Linked DNA regions of Mus musculus: region 1 is linked to region 2. Evidence: chromatin contacts called from public promoter capture Hi-C data. All regions are on one chromosome and are shown on one strand. The core of a region is the stretch at or near the end of the contact, and the rest is flanking DNA. Distances in the headings are between cores, read along the strand shown.

The links. Promoter capture Hi-C pulls out the DNA fragments that hold promoters and counts their contacts.
Region 1: a contact with region 2 is called in a promoter capture Hi-C map of pre-B cells, with 2.4 times the contacts expected there. The contact joins two enhancer-like sites.

What each region holds. Positions count from the first base shown.
Region 1 is chr13:109,906,352-109,909,702 of GRCm38.p6, forward strand. The region is part of intron 8 of Pde4d (phosphodiesterase 4D, cAMP specific); the gene reads left to right. Among named protein-coding and RNA genes, the nearest start is that of Mir1904, 4.2 kb to the left of the region's middle. Within about 2 kb of position 1,425, at least 55 of the 459 cell types and tissues checked have an H3K27ac peak or open chromatin away from gene starts, as enhancers often do. A contact at or near this core is called in pre-B cells, where this site is marked.
Region 2 is chr13:109,444,855-109,448,184 of GRCm38.p6, forward strand. The region is part of intron 3 of Pde4d (phosphodiesterase 4D, cAMP specific); the gene reads left to right. Among named protein-coding and RNA genes, the nearest start is that of Gm32703, 5.5 kb to the left of the region's middle. Within about 2 kb of position 1,502, at least 27 of the 459 cell types and tissues checked have an H3K27ac peak or open chromatin away from gene starts, as enhancers often do. A contact at or near this core is called in pre-B cells, where this site is marked.

The DNA of each region.
Region 1 (3,351 bases), core at 175-2,674, 460 kb after region 2:
CTGCTAACAGAGAATTCATATAGTTAAAAGATCTCAATAAAAAGAAATTGGCAATGATTAGTAGCTTTAAGGTGATGTCTAGCAGACAACATATTTTCTGTGTTGCTGTCACAGTGTACACAGACTGCTTGCTCAGGACAAGAATATGGTTGAAATCTTGGCCAAGGCAAGGGGTGGCTGTAACACATGCTAGATGCTTGTATTGGAGGCGTAAGAGATTCCAGATGGCATTTAATTTGAGTGATTACATCTACAGCATTTACTCTCAAATGCACATTAATCTGCCTAAGAGTTGTACAGATTTCCCTCCCCACCCCCATCCCCTACCCCGGAACCAGCAATTGAGGGCAATTTCAGTGAGGCCTCAGCGCTTTAGAGGCGGACAGACCTAGAAGTTCACTCTGTGTTTTATTCTCTTCTTCACTGAGTTATTAAAAAAAATCATAATGTAAACTTTTTAAGCTACACTTTCCTTTAGTATAATCTGAGGCATAACAATAACCATTTTGAAAGGGCAATATAAGAGTTTGGGGTCAAGTTTTCTTGAGTTCCTTTTTTTGTCTGAAATATTCGATTTTATTAGTTTACTGCACAAGAGTAATTTTTGGTAGAAATTCTATGTGTCATAGATTTTTGTAATATGTCTTTATCATCCACAAATAGCTAGAATAGTTTGAGGTTCTAAGGAGATGTCCAGGCATTTCTTAAGTTCACATTTAAATTCCAGATAGAATGAGGTGTTTTTCTGCTATACTGTAGCTGGAAATATAGGCCTTGCTAGCCTTCAAGACATACATATGTATGAGTCTGGGGGGCACATTGCTGTCCTTCTATACAGATTTTGCAAAGCTAAAATACTTTCAAAGTAAAATACTTTAAGATACTTTCATGGTGTTTCTGGTCACACACACACCCCAAAGGGGTCAGATAAGGGTTGGGAGGTGTCTGCATGAGAGCCGGCAGAAGTCTGGTCCCCGGGGTTCAAAGAAATTTCTGTTCCAACCTTGCAACAACCCTCTCATGATCTAATAATGCTCATTTTACTGCGTCTTCCATGTAAGATCAGTGATGCTTGCAGGAGAAAAATGAAATCCTTTTGAAATAGCCCTAAAACATATCAATCTAAAAATACTAGCTTGTGTCTGCTCTCACATTTTGGGGGCAGTTTGGTAGCTCAGCACTCTTGAAAAGCACTGGGCTTTCCAGCGAACTGTAACTTGGTCTTGAAATTGGGATTCGAGCATCCTTTGCAAAGACTTAAGGTTTTTCCGTGGCTCCCTTCAAAGGCACCCACATCGGCTTTGCACACGTAGTGACGCGTTCTCTGTTAGTCTTAGTTTGTCTTTTTGGTCCATTGCTGCTCTCTTCCTCTGCTTTGAGAACAAATTAAGCTTCTCTTCTGGAGCCTGGTTCTTCTCAACTATTTTCCCACTGGCTCCCCCTGCTGCCGTATGGGTGCCAGCGCATAGCACAGGCTAGCACTTGCTGTTGACTTCAGATAACGGTTTTCTTCCGGCCAGGAGGTTTGCAGGAAGGAAGATGGGTTGTTCACAGCTGTAGCTGAAACTTAAGATATTCCAGCCCTGCCCCACAAAAGTATAAGGGAACTCAGAAGGACCGAAATCCCATTATGAAGGAAGCTAAGTTAGTTGCAAGAGACATTTTAAGTAGTGACAATTAAAATAGTTTTAGCTGTTAAAACATAAAAAAGAGGATTCTTAAGAGTTCATATATATACATATATATGCCTCAATAAATATATAAATTTTAAGAGAAAAGCTCTTGTATAGCCATAGAAGCTGGGAACTTGGCTTCTTGATATTTTGAGTTTGGTGTCTTATGTTTCCAACTTCTTAATAAAGGTAGATTTGGGAAAGCTTTTTTTTTTGTTTGTTTGCTTTTTTTGTTCTTTTTTTTTTGTCTCTAGAGCCTCACATAAAAGATAAAAACATAAAATATAGTACCACAGCTAGAAAAAAATTCTCTCTTTGCTTATAAGTAGTAATAGAAAAACAAAACAAAACACTTGCTTAAAATGCTTTAAGTTTTGCACACATCTGTGTGTGTGTGTGAGTGTGTGAGTATGTGCATCTCTCTGGTCTGGAAACATTGCTATAAGGATTTTCACTTCATTGACATGTAAGGTCTTTGTTTATAATGTAGCAAGACATGAGAGACTACAGGGAAAAAAGCCAACAGTGTCATTGGTTCCGTTCCTGTGTCAGCTTTCTGTGTTGGCTCGCATAAACTGACCCCTCACCCCTTGCTTCTATGTTTCATTAAATAAATCAATTACTAAGAGAATGCTTTCAGCTATCATCAGTCAATCAATTTGATTTATAGGAAAATGGTAGCTTCTATGGTAGAGTATGAACTATCCCGCCCTTTTTTAAAAACAATCAAAATGTTAAGGCTTAGTTGGATAAAAGAGTGAGTGTCCTTAGCATGATTCAAGCTTCCCTCCTTCCCCACAACCAAGGCCAGGAGACGATGCTTTGAAGGGATGTCAGGAATAGGAAAACAGTTTCTTCACTCCAACAGTTGGGTGATGGACCTAGAGACTTTCTTAAAGGGCAGACACATCCGTGATATTCACTAGGATATTAGTTAAATTGGACACAGCAGCTAATGTAATAGTGGGTTTATGATCTTGTCCCGTGGAAAATACCAAATGTTTTTTTCTTTTGTTATTGTTCAGTATTCTTGGCTTTTGGAAATATTTTTGCTGAACTTTCTATGTAAGGCAGATGAGTGGCGTTTACTTGCTGGCCTGGCCCGGCGCACGCACTATTAGTGCTTACAGCAGCTCTGCAGAGTGGAAAGAACATAGATGTTTGTCGTCAGGGGAACTTGGTTTCAGATTCCAGCTCTGCCTGTTTGCTCCCTAATAATTTGGGCAGCAAGCCTTGCCTTCCCAAAGCTCAGTGTCTTCATTTGTAAACACAGCAGTGAGAAGGGCAATCCGATTGGGATGCTGGGCTAGGGAACTAGGACACTCGGTAGAGTGAGTGCCTGCCGAGTATTCATGAAGCCCCTGGGTTCAACCCCTTGCACAGCATAAACAGGGCTGCAGGGTACATGCCTGTAATCCTAGCACTTGGGAAGAGGACCGAAGGAGCAGTAGTTCAAGGTCACTCACCACTTCATAGATAAGTCAAGCCTAGCCTGTAATATGGAGGCACTGGGGAAGGGGTATAGGGAGAGAAGGGATAATATTGAGAAAGGGGAGGAAGAGGGAAGAAGAGAGGAAAGGAAGGAGAGAGAGAGCATATGCTACAATGCACACAAAGTCCAGCATGATGCAGAGAGTACCTTGAGCACTCCATATGTTATATGTATCCATAGGAAAAA
Region 2 (3,330 bases), core at 252-2,751:
TCTCGGGATCACTATCCAAATCGAAATTCTCATTATCCTTTCCTTAGCCTGGCATGTTGATTATCATGCAGTGCTATGACGAACTCACTGTTTCTTGGTTACAAGTTAAAGTTAATAAGTGGTTGGAATAGTTGGCTTAATAGAACACTCCCCTTGGGTGCTGGTAGGATAGTGTGAGGAATGTGTCTTTCTTGTTTGAAGCTACATTCGAAATATTCGCTGGAGGATTTTATTACAAAGGCGTCTTTCCATTACACATTTTAGCCTTTTTACTGCCTAGCTAAGCAAAGATAAGGGTTCTCCTGACAGAATAAACAAGCACTCTATGCCTTCGTGTTTTCTCCTGTCAAGTTATGAGAATACAATGGTAGCCTGGCAATTCAGAAATGGGTCTTCCATGGTCAAAGAAGGAATACACAGGTCAGCTTTCTAGGAATTTAAGTTCCACCCAGCAGCAATTAAGAAGACTCCTGAGAAGCCTCAATATACTCTGATGTTGAGTTACATGACAGAGTCTATCAAGAAGGGTAAATACTAACATGGGTTTGTAGTTTTTACATACACACATATATACACACACACATACATGATGAACTTTGCATAATATGATTTGTGAGAAATGTAAGATTTTATAAATCTGTACAAGATGCATAAAGTTGTGTTGAATGCAATGAAGACAGGTAGTTTCAAAGTTTAGGAGGGCATTCTATTTGAATTTCTTTGTACTCCCTTTGGAATGGGCTCAACTGACTTGGAGAATGGGGACTTACAGTAGTCAACAAACTCTGTTGAAAAAGGTTTTGGACTAGTAATTGTGGATAATGATTAATTATTTACTTATTTCATTTTCTAAGGACCAGATGTTTAAGTGCTTTGTAATAAACTGCTGTGGTGATGCTGACAGCTCATCTCTATTAAGAGGTGAAATGGGGTGATTATAACCCCTTAAATCAATATTGAGCCTGTTTTTCCTTTGAGGCTCCTGCACTTCTTTTGTTGGGCAATATGCTCCCAAGTATCAGCTCCCAAAGGCTGCAGTCTAGCAGACAGAGTTGGGTTATAACTCGATAGTCCAAATATGCGACTTATGAGCTAGCTCATTTCATTTTTTTTTTGATTGCTATATTTTCTTCATAGAATGGTGCAAAGTATAAATGACCATGTAATAGTGTAATTTGCATATGTTCAAAATTACACAGTATTTTAAACAATTAATCCAATGAATGAACATTTGAAGAAAGACAAATGGCTTGCTGTTTCACAAAGGGAAAGTATTTCTCTCTGGCCACTTTTTGTCTGAACTTTTAAATTGAAACTACAGAAACAAAACCTAGAAGTAACGTGTACAGACAGAGATCCGTTTTGAACAGTAAATGCTACTGATGTATGCACAGACCGTATTACGTCTTTTATAGAACAGCAGTATCATTCTCAGTCTGGTAAGCAAAATTCAGTCCGTATCTGCGCACTTTCTACGGCAGTTGCACAGCAGCTGACCTTCTTACAGTACTTTCTCTTCCTCTTTGTAACAGCTCTTCTCAGAAGACCAGACTCAAAGCTTGGGTCTAGATCCTGGTAGGACCAAAAAGTCTATTTGTAAACACTGGATAATAAACTTATGGCTGATAATTATGAGAGTTCTTCTTGTTCATCCATCAATCAAGCACAGTTGTAAATCCAGGCCATTGTAGGCAGAAGGTCAGGCTTAGACTAAGGTTGTTTTTAATTAGGAGAACTTCTGATTTTATTAAATATACCTTATTTGCCTCTTGGCTTTCTATTTTAATGTCTTTTATTGTCTCTAGTGATAGGATTCTTGAATTCTAAGTGATACCTTAGAACTTATAAGTGAAAATTAAATTCGATTACGAATATTTTGATTGAGAAGGAAATTTGCAACTAGAAATCCTAGTGTGTGCCCACAATGTACGCAAATTAAGCTTTAGTTTTTTAGGTCTCTCTCAGATTGTTAAAATTATGCATTCTCAACTACTGACTGTGGAAACAAAAGGAGAGAAAGAACGAAAGAAGAAAGAAAGAAACAAAAAGGAAAACAGAAAACCATAAGCCAATAATGTGGGCTATCTCATGTCTGTCACGTGCTTCACTACCCACCCTGCTCTTTCAGCTACGGCTATTGAATTGCTACTTTAATGCTGACGTCTTCAGCAGAGAGAAAATGTCTTCAACTCTGGGGTGGGGGAAAGGGATGTGGTTCAGAGTGCTAAAAACGAAAGAATAACTAATAGGAAAGTAACAATGATTTTCTCATTTGCCAGAGATTTAATTTTCCTTTTGTCTGTTTTAGCCCCTTACTCACTTTCTATCTTTCTTTACTCATATCACACAAAATTCGATGGTGTCTAACTTCACTCCAATCTTTTAGGCAATAGTTCAAAAATCCTTCTAAGCCATAAGTTAACTAGAGTGGTCTGATAATCACTTGATAGGCTATTAGATTGTGTCTCCTATGGTTTGAGAATTATCGCCCTATAAACATAGCAAAGACAACAGGTTAGGGATAGTGTCTTATAAAATTTGTACTGCATATATACATGGATACATGTGTATCTCTCTGTCTCTCTCTGTGTATGTATGTATATATATATATATATATATATATATATATATGTGTGTGTGTGTGTGTGTGTGTGTGTGTGTGTGTGTGTGTGTGTGTGTGTATGTAAGGTTGTATGTTTGTATGTATGTATTAGGGTTGAAAGATGAATAACCTGGATTATACATACAGGCTATATAAGACATGACAACTCCCAAGTATGTATCAGAGGGCAACAACACTGACCAAGCTCTCATGTCCATGCCCAGTGGGTTCATAATAGCAACATCATGTATGGTATATCTGTGTTTGGGGGAACAGTGAATGCTAAATTGTACCTGTGGAGACTGTCTCTTATCTTTTCAATATCTCTCTACTTTATGGTTTGAGACACGGTCTCTCCCTGAACCTAGAACTTGTGGTTTCAGCTAGGCTGGCTAACAAGTGAGTTGTCTGTCTTCCCAGCCCCCGACCAGTACCAAGGTTACAGAAATATACATACCATCATGTCTGGCCTTTACGTGGGCACTGGGAATTCTGAACTCTGGTCCTTACATGTGGACAGTAAGCACTTGATCCATTGAACCATCTCACTAGTCAACAGTGGCCTTCTGTTTTCACTGTCTTGACTCACTCTTTACAGAATGGAATGCTCAGAGCCTAAGGGACTTTCTCAAATGTCATGCTTTCTCAAGGTGACATTCTGCTGACACATGAAGCCGGTCTACTCTAGGTCTGGCCTTATGTCCAAGCTCAGTCTCCCTTTAACAAAC